Regions from separate parts of the Oryzias latipes genome. Here region 2 is linked to region 1. The links are chromatin contacts, called in public Hi-C maps. All regions are on one chromosome and are shown on one strand. Each heading gives the region's core, a stretch centred on a gene start, on an enhancer-like site or on the middle of the called end of the contact. The rest is flanking DNA. Distances are from core to core; before and after follow the strand shown. Region 1 holds the start of pdgfa (platelet-derived growth factor subunit A). Region 2 has its middle 21 kb from the start of ccp110.

Region 1 (6,329 bases), core at 1,429-3,928:
CCCTTCAAGAAACAAAGATCACTGACGGAACAAACACAGAAAAGGACACAACTTTTTTGCTGCCTTTTAGAAAGAAATTCCTGAAAGGTTTTTTCTTGCCAATTAGTTAGTGGCTGTTCAACCAAGGGTAAAGTTTTTGATTTGAAAACACCACAAAGGTAATTTTTTTCTACATTTGATGTGAAATACTCTGCCCTGTCAGCTTCCCTCCTACCTAAAGCTTTGAAAATCCCCATCTGGCTGGCGTCAAAAGTCTTGAAACGAGTTGACCGTGGGCCGGCAAGCTGACCCTCAGACAGATTTATGTCCTCATAATAATAATCGGGCTACTACTGTTTCCCTGCAAAACATTACTCTGCTTGTAGACAGGCATGTTAATTTAATTATTACAAAAAGCTCTTCCCATGCTTAAGGCACAAATCTGATCTGAACCAAACATAAAGTGAGATAATGTTGTTGGGGAGCACTGGCTGCTTTGAAATAACTCAAAAAATATGTAGAGCTCTTCATTAATGCTGCCCTGGGAGAAGCAAACATTTGTTTACACAAAATGAAAGATCATGCTTAGTGTCGCTTTGTTACATGGAAGTTTGGGGATTATTAATGAGCAGCTGGGTAAATTTCCTGTTAAAGTAAATGCAATAATTACCTATTTCCATCAACAAACCTTTGGGATTTGAAATACAGAAGAAGCCAATGTACACATAAACTCATGTGAAGAAAAAAAAACCTCCAGACAGAATCCCTGCACTTAAAAAAACATGAACAACTTTCCGGCAAGGAAATTACTCCACTTCCAGGGAAAAAAAATGTCTGACCGATGTGCACCTGTTAGGGTTCAACTCTGTGCATACAAGTTTTGAGTGGTTTTTACCATTTTGCTCAAAGATATGGTTGAATAAACTCACATATTTATTCTGTGGAAACTTTTTTTCCAAACTGCAGGAGGGAAAAAAAGGATCAAGAGGCAGAATTTACCTACGGAGTCAATCTCCAGTAGCCGCTGGAGGTCGCTAATGCTGTGGATTTCACTGTGGGACAGTCGATCTATCAGCTCCTGGGGGAACTTCGCTTCCTTCATGTTGGGGGTGGGGGGACAGAGGAGTGGGAGGAAAGAAATCAAACAAGACACGAGCGTTAGAGACGTGTTGGCTCAATGGGAAACGTTTTTGTAATTGTTTGACTGAATAAATAAAGGTTCAGACAAGCGCCAGGGGGAATCGGGATTGGACAACTGTGCGCAAAGCAGATCTGTTTTCATACATTCCTCTGGTCCAAGGAGAGAAAGTGGCGCAGAAGAAAATGCCAGATTGTGTAGTTTCTTTAAACAATAAATGTGTGCTGAAAAAAACAGTTTTGCACAAACTAAAAACTTTTCAATCCCCCGATAACTTGTTGGATATAAGTAATATAAAAAAGAGTGATCCAAAACAGTCTTTGAAGTTTCCTAGTTTCAGCCTGGGGGCGTCAGGTCGTGCGTACTGCGCGTCGCCACACTTTGCACTTGTTGCAGCCATTCGTGCAGCCTCAAAGAAAAAAAAAAGGGTGGTGGTGGGGGGGGGGGGGTGCTATTTTTAATCACCCAGAGCGGTTCCCCAGGACGCGCTTATGGCCCAACCAAAAAATGTTTGCAGTTGGCTCAGGCCGTGCACAGATTTGGAACAAAAGTACAAAAATAACTGCGTCTACGCGCGCCTGTGCGCGTGCAGTGCTGGCTCTTCAAAGCGCACTTGTCCTCGCTGGGATTTGAACTGATATGGTGCTTGTTTAGTCTGCTGTTAATGAAACGTTATATTACAGCAAATTTCCAATTCGTTTGTCCCTTCATCTCTGCTAAATTATTAATTGAAGGTTAATTTAGTTGGGAATCATCTCTAAATAATAAAACATCTTTTTGCGCTTTTTTTATTGAACAACTTAGTGCTGTCTACATGAGGTATGCGTGTTCCGTGGGACCTTTGCACCCTAACAGGAATAAAACTCACACCAAGACATGGGCCAGATAAACTACACGACCCCGCAGGCGGTAGACTTTACCTCAGCGGTGGCCAGCAGGTACGTCGTCCACAGCAGGAAGTACCAAAGTGCGGCTCTCATCTCCCTTCAAATCAAAGTTAACCCCAAAAGCGAAAAAGCTACTGATGTGTAGGAGCCCCAAAGTCGCTCCTGGCCCCAGAGGATCCACAACCATCCCCTCAGGGAGAGGAATGGGGAGGGGGGGGGTGGTCCGGGTTACTCAGTCAGACGTGGTGCTGCACTTGCTTCACAGTAACTGGGAGAGGTTGAGGGGGCTGCCAGTTAATTGCTGTTCACATCGGAGCTGCGTCTTCTCGAGCGAGTCCTGCGCTGCAGCTCCTCATAAATCCTCAAGCGCAACTGAGGCAATTCCAAGAAACGAGCCTGACGCGCATTGCACTTGTCCTTCACCTTAAAACAAAGCCTCAAACTTCAACACAACGCCAAGACAAAACACTCCTCTATTTGGAAAACATTTGAAAAACACCTATTACTATTTGGAAACTAAGAATTAAGTCCTTTATCAAATAATCCCAAAAGAGGCGCGCAGGAAAAGAGAAAAAGCCCTCCGAGTTGTGCTATCCAGAGTGCGTCTTGCAGAGGTCTATGCAGGTCCTTGGCTGCGTGGGACTCTGGAGTGAATGGTGTCAGAGAGCCTCTGAAGCGCTGGATATAGTGAGCCAGCAGCTCCGTGCCCGTTGCGCCTCCCCTCGCGTTTTGGTAATCGTGCATCTATTCAGCAGAGAGAGCTGGTTGGCTGCTTGTATGACTTAAGACTGCAAAAAGCACATCTTCCCTCCCCCTCCCACAAGACTTGTGAGAGAGAGTCCATTGAGGGATTTTTCAGTCACTGTGTGAGATGATGTAAAGAAAATGGTGAACAAATGATGAATCATTGGAAGGTTTTGGGATGAAAACAATGCATCTGAAATTGGCTCTTTTCGTTTATCTGCACATTAACTATACATTTTACCATTCATTTTAATCTTTCACAATTGTTTTGAGCACAGGTAGACTTTTAGGTGTAGGCTGCACTGACTGGTCAGAACTTGTCTGGAGGAAGCTGGAAGTTGTGTTTGTGATGCGCAGGAAGGTCTGGAAGTTAAGCCCAAAGGGTCTGATAAAGAGATACCTGCAGGAGCAGAAACACAGACACCTCAGCAGCCAGCAGGGAGCAACAGGTCAGCCGACCCGGTGGTCCTCCGTGTCCACTCAGCTGGATCCTGCAAGACAAGCTTTGGGGATTTGTGGTTAGAAACCTGCAGTAAAACAGAAGATTGTCAGTGTGATATTTTTTTCTTCCGCCAAAGTATTTAAACAGATTTTTTAGTAGGTGAAGCCCTTGACTTCACGGTTACATGAGCAACTGTGAGCAGTAATGTTTATGATCTCAAGAAGAACTGACTCAGACAGGTTGATCATCCCTTCTGGGATAGACACTACACTGTTGTCATGGTTACATCACAAGTCAGCCTCCCCTCCTGAAAGGGCTTCCCTGCTGCATGACTCGTGTTTCCTATAGATGTGTGTTTCATATCATCAAAGAAAAAGGAGGGGGGGTGGAAAAACAGACTGAGACAGTGGAATATTTATTGACAGGAGGTGATATCATAAAAAAAGGAAAACAGGTGAGCACAGAAAAGCATTCCTTAACTTTTTCGCTCCCCGTCATTCTGCCTGCTTCTTGCAGGAGCCATGAGGTAACACGTTTATTGGCAACTGAGGCCTGTGTACCTCACAACATTAACCCAATTAAATGATTTTATAGATGCTGCTGCACAGTAAATATAGCTATAAAGACTTCGCGGAGGACGCTGTGAGAGGTGATGACTGCTGTTTCTTCCCTGGGCCACACATACTTCCCAGGGAAAAGAACAATGGGAAGAGGGAAGCTTTTTCTAAATATTAGGGTAGATGGGAGCTGCAAGTGATTTGATCTTGTTGCTAGTTTTCCTCCTCTGCTTTTGGTAGCCATGATTTTAAGCATTTTCTGTTGTCATAAATCAGAGAAACTTCATTTAAAAAAATAAATAAACCAGATTCAGTTAAAAATTAAAGGTCTACGCCTGGTTTAATTCCCCATTTGGACATCACAGAAATCCAAATTCACTATGTTGTCTTCTGTTCATGTTTATCAGGAGTCTGCTGATATCATAATTGCCTCCATATTCAAATGTAGAGCCTTTTACTTAATTGTCTAGATTGTGTTTTTTAGTTGTCTTTTTAAACCATCAATAAACACTTAAATGTGTTTTTCAAACTCTGCTTTTTCAAATCCTCATAACTTGAACATAAACCTTCACATCAGAATCTTAGTCTCAACTTGATCCCAGTGCAGCTGAACTCTGACCGTGCAACGAAAGCAAGGAATCTCACACTTCAATGTGCCGGAGAACCATAAAAAGATACCAGAACTGACAATAGAAACCAATTATGGCGATAGCCTTGTGTCCTTTTTTACTGTCACACTCAGACGTGTTTTCCACTAGTAGTCCTGATTCTACGACACCTTCTAACGAAGTTTCAGATTGGATTGCCTTGCAACAGAGAAACAAACACAGATCTTAACTCTATGTCCCCCCATTACTATTCTACCCAAGCACCACCCAGGAACATTACAAGCTTGCATGAGTCATGACTCAAAGACCAAGCTTTCTGACTGGAGTGATTCCCTCCTTGCTCCTCAGGCTGGAATTTGTCCTCACCAACTAAAGTCTTAACCAGCTCATCAGAATGACAGAGGTGAAGCCCCCAGCGGGTTTTTCTCCCCCCACCTACAAGCACTTGTAATCTACGTACAAAAATTGGTGGAAACATTTATAGGATTGCTCGTGTACACACGTAGAAGTCGTTCAGGTGATATTTCCCAGGAGCAAAGGTACATTCCAGAGAGTGGCAGCAATTTAGATATGACTTGAAAGTCATCCAGAGCAGAGTGCATATCCAGGGCAACCTCTCTTCACATAAACAAGCAGTGCACATATGCAAATCTGCATGTCATGCAGTGGAGGGAGGCAAAGTAAAGCCGCCATATTACAACCGGCTACACGCAGCTGCTCTTTTATAGGGACGATTACTGGCAGCCATTTACAAGACTTAATCTGTCTAACATGCATAGCAACCTGAATGAAATGCTCTGTGGGGCCTCTCTGCACCCCTATAGACCCCTTTCTCCTTAAAGGCACTATAGCTGTGCAGGCATTCTGGGGGCACAATACCAAACTGCTCTTTCACAAGTCACAATACTGTAATCAAATCCAAGTCTGGGATCAAAAATGGCGCCACATGCACACATAAAGCTGGTGGTTGGAAGTATACAAGGCAGTCTTCCAGCTGCAACGCATTATGTATTACAGCACCGCACTTGAGTTGTTAAGAGACCAGGGCATCCTCTCTGTGTGATCTCCAGATCTGTCTGATTGTGTTTTGGTGTTGTCATAATTCTGCCCCTGACAGTTTTACTCTGCATTCTGCCATGAAAGTTTTCCTGAGAGGGCTACAAAGAAGTGATCAGAGAGAAATCTGGCCAGGAGGTTTCTAAGTGTCCTAGCAGCCATCCCTGCACCCAGGTGGGATCTGAATCAGATCCCTTTATTGGGAACAAAAAACGCCCCTTCAACCCCCACGCAAAAAAAAACAAAGATGTTCTTTTATTGATAGAATATTTAGGATTTACACACCTGCCTTCCCTCATGTGCATTTACCGAATTTCTCAAACGAACAGACAGACGCAATCCGGGTACAGGTCCCTACATGCAGCTCCACGTTCCCCTGTTTTGGCTCATTTTCCCCCTAAAACACTGCTCCTTTATTCTCCATAAACGAGAAAAAAAAACACCCTCTTTCTACACAAACACGAGCAGTAAAAAGGGGACTTCCAGTCACTAAGAAATAGCAGCATAATTGCCAGTGCTCTGTTGTCTATCAAGACCTGACCTTTTCAACATGTGTGTGCCATGTTGGGAGCGGTGGGAACCGGCAAGGAGGAAGACAGGGGTCTCCCCGGCTCTGCTGTGGTCTGAATCAACTCCCTCCCTCTCCCCGTCTCTCCACTTTGCTTTCCTTAAACTATGGGAATCCATAAGTTCAGAGGCAAGTGGACACGACCGACTGACAAATCCTGCAATCTTGGCAGGAGAACATCAACGCTGGGACAGGGCGATGTGGAAAGACCGGCGGGACACAGAAGTGCCCTGTCTCAGAAAGATCCCGGGGGGAATGGAGGAAAGTCTGAGGTCTGTGAGTGAAGCCAAGACACTGGAGTGGCAAGCTCGCTGTCAGTGCCAGTGGGAAAATAGCAAAGCAGTATTTCC
Region 2 (5,785 bases), core at 698-3,197, 54 kb before region 1:
CCTTCCAGACACATTTCACATGTATTCCTTCTTCTACACACATATAGCATCATTTTCAGAAAATGCATTTTAAAACATTTTGCAACTTTGCATCTGTTCTGATGAAAAAGCAAGAGAAGTTCAAGCATACGTCAGCCCTGTTCAAGGGAGGGCAAACACACGAACACCAAGCAAGCTACAAGACAGGATTATCAGGATCTGACCTGCTGACCCTGAGGAGGTCATGTGTGAGGTGTCGGCTGCAATTGGTGGCCACACCCACACTCTGTCTGATGTTTCAGGAATCTCTGCAGTGCCGTCCTGGAAGACCACACAGGACAAAGTGAAGCAGAACATATCTTTGAGAGGAGGCCAAAAATCATATTTAGGGAACTGACAAATGTGCTTTCCTGTGTGTTTTGTATTTGTATTTAACCATCATCTTTCTCTATTTGAAAAGCATTTGGAACACTAAAGGTTGTCTGCAGAGTTATTGTTGGAATAAAGTTGTTGACCAACAAACTAAAATGGCAAACAGGTAACATAATCTTTTGATTAAATAGGTCATTTCAGGTAGAAAGGTAGGACCATGAGTTTAAGACTTTATAAGAATTAGATGTTTCATGTATTCACAGCATTAACCTTCATGCACTCCACTAACATGTAGTGATTTCTTTTCTCTTCACTCTGCAAGTTCTGTTCTTTGTTATCGATAATTTTAACTCAGTTGATGATGTAATAAAACCCAAAAACCGAGATGTTAATTAGGCTACCATTGATTATGATTGCATTTTTTAGACTCAATTATTTTAAATGCAATGACAATCAATCGAAACGTATTAGTCCCAAGATGTCTTTGCTGTCAACAGTTCTTAGACTGCCTCTGACACAAATATATGTTTAAAAAAAATTGGAACCAGCAACAAAAAGAATATTTTAAAAAATCGTGTGCTAGCATTAAACTTTGGTTTCTCTAAGTTTATCAGAGTTTAAAAAAAAAAATGTTTGCTAAGACAATTTTGACCTTTTGACCGGAAGCCATTAAAAAACATTCATGCAACAAAGTTGTTTTTTAAAGTTTGTTGGATCTGATGAATACTGTTATAATAAAAAGAAAAGCAGATTGAGGTAGATGGCGTGTGGTAGCTGACACGAGACGCTGATGGACCAACTTGACATCAACTTTTCTAACGATATTTAGATTCCTGGACAATTGTGTGTGTCTCTCATCTTTCCCTGTGTTCATGTTTGGGGCTTCAGATACCTGATGGAGTTCACAGAAATGACAGGTTCACCTAAGTGTAGCCCAACTTTTGGTGTTGAAACCTTTAGTGTCGACTTTTACTCAGGCACAGCAGGAACTCAGCTTGAACGTCTTTTGTGCGTCTGAATCCTCTCTGTCGCTTTGGCATAAACTAGCTGGAAAGTTGTCAACTCTCTTTGTGTGGCGTTGATCTACTGCATCAAATGTTTCTCTTTGGGTTGGTCTCCACGTTCCACGCCTTCTTTCTACTTGCTGCAGCGTCTGTCTTCTCAATTAGTGGCTCAAATACACAAAAGCATGAAATAATAGCAGGTTTAATTCATGTTGGTTCCTTCGTCTGTGTTTATATTGTGAGGTGAACCTTCATTTAGAATATGAAAAGCCCATGAGTGCTCTGCAGCGTTTGAGCAGTCTCTTCTGAAGGCATGCACCTCCTACCTTTCCTTGGTCTTAACATCAACACCACAAAATTTCCCTAGACTCCTTGTGTGCATGCATGGATATTCATTTAACATGTGCTGCCATGTGTGCACATAACCATGAGCCGATGTGTATGTCAAATAATTGTGTATGTATATATCTGACTGTGCTTTTGCAGGAGTTGGTGCTGGCCGCAATCACTTTTGATGAATATCTACTTTGGCTTTGGAGAGTTGTGCTTTTTCCAGTGGGTGACTCATGGGGCTTCTGACGGATGCCTGTACCAATTTACTGCTACGACCACTGCTGCTGCTCCTGTTCCCCACCCCAAGTGTGTCTCTGAGTTTGTGTGTGCAATGCAAGTCAATGAATCAGTGTTCTGTGAATTTGCTGGTTGTGGTTGCAGTTTCCAGATTCTGATTATGGACTTTCCACTTCTCTGTTGAACAGCAGACGAGGAGAGTAAAAAAGGGGTGCGGGACAGCCACAGTTCTTTTACGAGACACTATACAATCTCACACATACACAAACACAGCTTAGTATGGTGTTCCTGGCAACATTGACTTGCCATCAGATCGAAACACCACATGCAGTCACATACATCACATAGGAGACAAATGGTTCCCCCTTTTAGGTGTTATTTATCAAATAGTAACAAGCGTTCATCTGGTCCTTGCCTGACCTTTGAAATACTGAAATAATACTTGATAATAGCTGGGTTTTTCGAGATAAAACATTATCTTCGTTATTTTCAATTCGTCACAGATTGGCTCATTCTTTTCAAAGTTTTGCTTCATTTCTTTACTGTTTACAGGGTTTTGCATGACAGCTTCTCAATCACGTTGAGACATGGACTTTAGTTGGGCTTAAGAGCCCACCCTAATTATGCAGTTGCAGGTTTTACGCTCTGTGTGAACATATCATCTCATTGAATGACCCAATTCCAGGTAATGTCTAGACCACCAGAAATCATAGTGGAAAGTTGTTTGTGCCAATATTCTGTTTCACTCCTGCACTGCGGACAAACATCTTTCCTTTGTTTTGCTACAATCGTGTAATTAGTGAAACGCAAAAGGTGCCGCTTTGTTTGATTCAGGGAGAAGAGGCGTCTTACTGGAAACTTTTTCAAATGCTTTAGAAATATAATGTTTTTTAGGAGTAGTGTTGAGACTTCCCAATACACAGAATTGTGGACCTTGCAATCAATCTGTTCAATCAATCTGAAGTTTTAAGGTTTTTCTGAGCATTTTAGGGAAAGGAAAATTACTCCTGAAATTGTCACTATCTCCAAATGAGACAATTTCTTTCATCAAGAGCAATGGAGACTAAGTTGTTTGGAATTGTCCCTAAAACTTCTCCCATAAGCAGCTGCAGTTTCTTATTTGAAATGCTGCAGATGCTATTTCACTTGCATAGCAGTAGCAGGGACGCAATGTATTCATTATGAACTTGAAAGGATATCATAACATTTAGAAGTATCACATACTGATCTTGAACGTTGTATTTGTCAAAATTTAGACCCACTGAGAACAATAGAATAGAATAGAATAGAATAGAATAGAATAGATTAGGACGTTATGGATTCCACAAAGGAGAAATTACCTAAAAGTCCCAACTGAGGAAACACAGAAAAAAAAACATTTTTTTTCAGTACTGTTGACGACCTAAATTAAACCCAGGATGGACCCTTAGGGGACACCTCTAAAGCTACGGTCACACCGCCCTTTGCAACGCATATTCAAGAGGCCACTTCCAATGAAAAGTTTATGTAAATGAGATTAAACACGTGTCTCGGGCTTCCACATTGAAAACTCTCTTGTTTTCTTGTGTCGCTATGCAAGTTTCTACAACAGTTTACAGGCTCAATGTACAAACGGCGCAGCCATTGAATGTGCGTTCTTGTTTAATCAGGTGAACTTTGACCAATCAGGGACTCGGATTTGGAGGTGATTCATTAGAAAAAAGCCCCTTCCTGCTTGTCCAGTGTGAACACAATAGGCTAAATGCGCATTCAAGAACCCACGTTTAGAACGTTCTTGAGCATGGATCACATGCCCTGTGTGTTCGTAGCTTAGGAAATGCAGCCTTTGGCATGTACACACTGGGTTCAGTTAGAAAAGCAACCATGAAATGTGTGTCTATTTTATCAAATATGCTTGAGAAGTCAACAAATATAATACAAGTCAACAAATATAATGTGAACTCTAAGAGTTAGTCTGAGCCGAAGGAATCCTAATTTTACAACTGTATTTGGCTTGTTATTATGCAGTGGCTTGTCTGTGCAGGTATAAAGACAACATAAAGTTTCAGACTTTAGGCTAAATGTCTTCAAATAAAACTCATCGTGAAGCCCCACCAAGACTTTTAAAAGATAAAGAAAATCTGTGAAATCAAAGGAGGAAACTTTGGTTATTTCAGAATAGCATTGGAGGATTTAAATGAACCTGTCAAAATTGAAGTCAAGCAGGACAATATTTCTGTTCAAAATAGCAGCTGCCTATTTTACATCCACAGTTGAGTGCACAGGCTGCTGGTGTTAAGTCGAGGGGCCACAGGGCAATCAAACAAGCTTTTAAAACCAGAAAACGTGACTTCATCAAGGTAAATGGAATAAAGATTCATGGTCATTACTGATCCCCAGGTTAAAATTGTAAAGCTTGGACTAACAGTCACACTGTAAGAGCAATACTTGTTTGTACTCATGGTACTTGTCTTCATTTTGAAAAACATTGACATCATTCAACAGGACATGGATGAAATGCATAAACCTTTTTAAGACTGCGTGACTAATTGCTGGCTGCTCTTAAGCCATCACAAACTTCAATCCATGGCCAGCTCATTGAGATCATGAAGATACACGTCATCCTTTGCGCCACGCATTCTTTTATTTTTACCTTTCATTTTCCACTAGACAGCAGGAGGAAAGAGTTCAATCTTTGGGGGCTTTGATGCCCCATGTGAATGACTTGCCCACCTAGCCAGGAGTCCCTCTTAATTCTCTTCAGATGGTAAAAAGTGCCAAATTTCATTTAGTTGTTACCGGTGTGCCAGAAGCGGAGCCTTTTATCAGGTATCCTCCCTGTGGGTGGAAAGACTTAATTCCATTCACCCTGTTTTAGCAATTCCTTTCCTCAAAGGTGAGTACTGGAGCCCAAAGTAACCAATCCAATTTCTGTTTTCATCCCAGGACTGAGTTTACCCAGCAGCATGTGACTACACCCAAATTTAGCTGCCCACAGAGTGCCTGAGTCAAATCATCTGTGTTTGTCATGCAAATAATAAATATTTCTTAATGGCTCTTCTATGATTCTCCAGATCCTTCCTCATTATTTTCTGTCAGTTCTGTGATCTCAACAGAGATTTTATCCTCTGGACTTCCAGAAATAATCCTATACCAATATTGACACGTGCTAAAGAAGTTCACCTGTGGTGGAAGAGTTGGGGCAGAGGACTGGGAGGAGGGTTGTGGAACTGAGGGCCAAACCACAAGGTTGCACATATGAAGGAAGGATGGTCAGCGGAACAACAGTGCTTCAAAGACCCCTGTTGGAACCACAAATGTGAACACTGCTCACTTCGCCTCTAAAGCTCAGTTCTTTTTTCAAAAAAGGCCAACATGAGAGCATTATTTCCAAACAGCCATTTTCAGGGGTAAGACTAACTTCTATATGTCTTGTGTATGCACTTATGCATGGAAACTTGTGTGTGATTTTTCACAGACCTCATATTTACCTTTACAGGTTTAGCTCATGGAGAATCATACTCTTTTGGCACCAAAGCCCCCTATCTGTTCTGCCCAGTTCTGTGGCTCAGATATGGATAGACTTGGCCGGGCAGGGTCGCTCTGGGCACCAGTCCCATCTTCACATTGAAGTGATGAAGGAGGACTCTGTCCCACAGCAAAATCTCCTTCAACCACAGCTGCAGAGGTGAGGAGGCACCCAGGGGACACGCTGGCTGGCGTCTGAGGAGACGTTCACACAACTGGCAAGCGCGAGTTTGGCTGTTCTGGAGGTGGCGGTGCCAGCATGTCTTACCCACTGCTGCCATGCTCAGCTGTCAAGTTCTGTGTTCCTGTGGGTCAGCAAACGCTATCTCTTTGTGAAAAGACAGCATGGAGGT

What was found. Hi-C and Micro-C count contacts between places; a contact is called where the count stands out from the background.
Region 2: a contact with region 1 is called in a Hi-C map of embryo, with 4 times the contacts expected there. The contact joins the enhancer-like site here to the promoter of pdgfa in region 1. A contact is called at or near these places in 2 of 5 Hi-C or Micro-C datasets (embryo and fibroblasts).

Annotation. Positions count from the first base shown.
Region 1 is chr8:11,412,724-11,419,052 of ASM223467v1, reverse strand. pdgfa (platelet-derived growth factor subunit A) reads right to left here and starts at 2,678. Exons shown (of 7, transcript XR_909157.3): 1 at 2,038-2,678; 2 at 979-1,075.
Region 2 is chr8:11,466,948-11,472,732 of ASM223467v1, reverse strand. No RefSeq gene overlaps it. Among protein-coding and RNA genes, the nearest start is that of ccp110, 21 kb to the left of the region's middle. Within about 2 kb of position 1,947, at least 1 of the 8 cell types and tissues checked has an H3K27ac peak or open chromatin away from gene starts, as enhancers often do. A contact at or near this core is called in embryo, where this site is marked.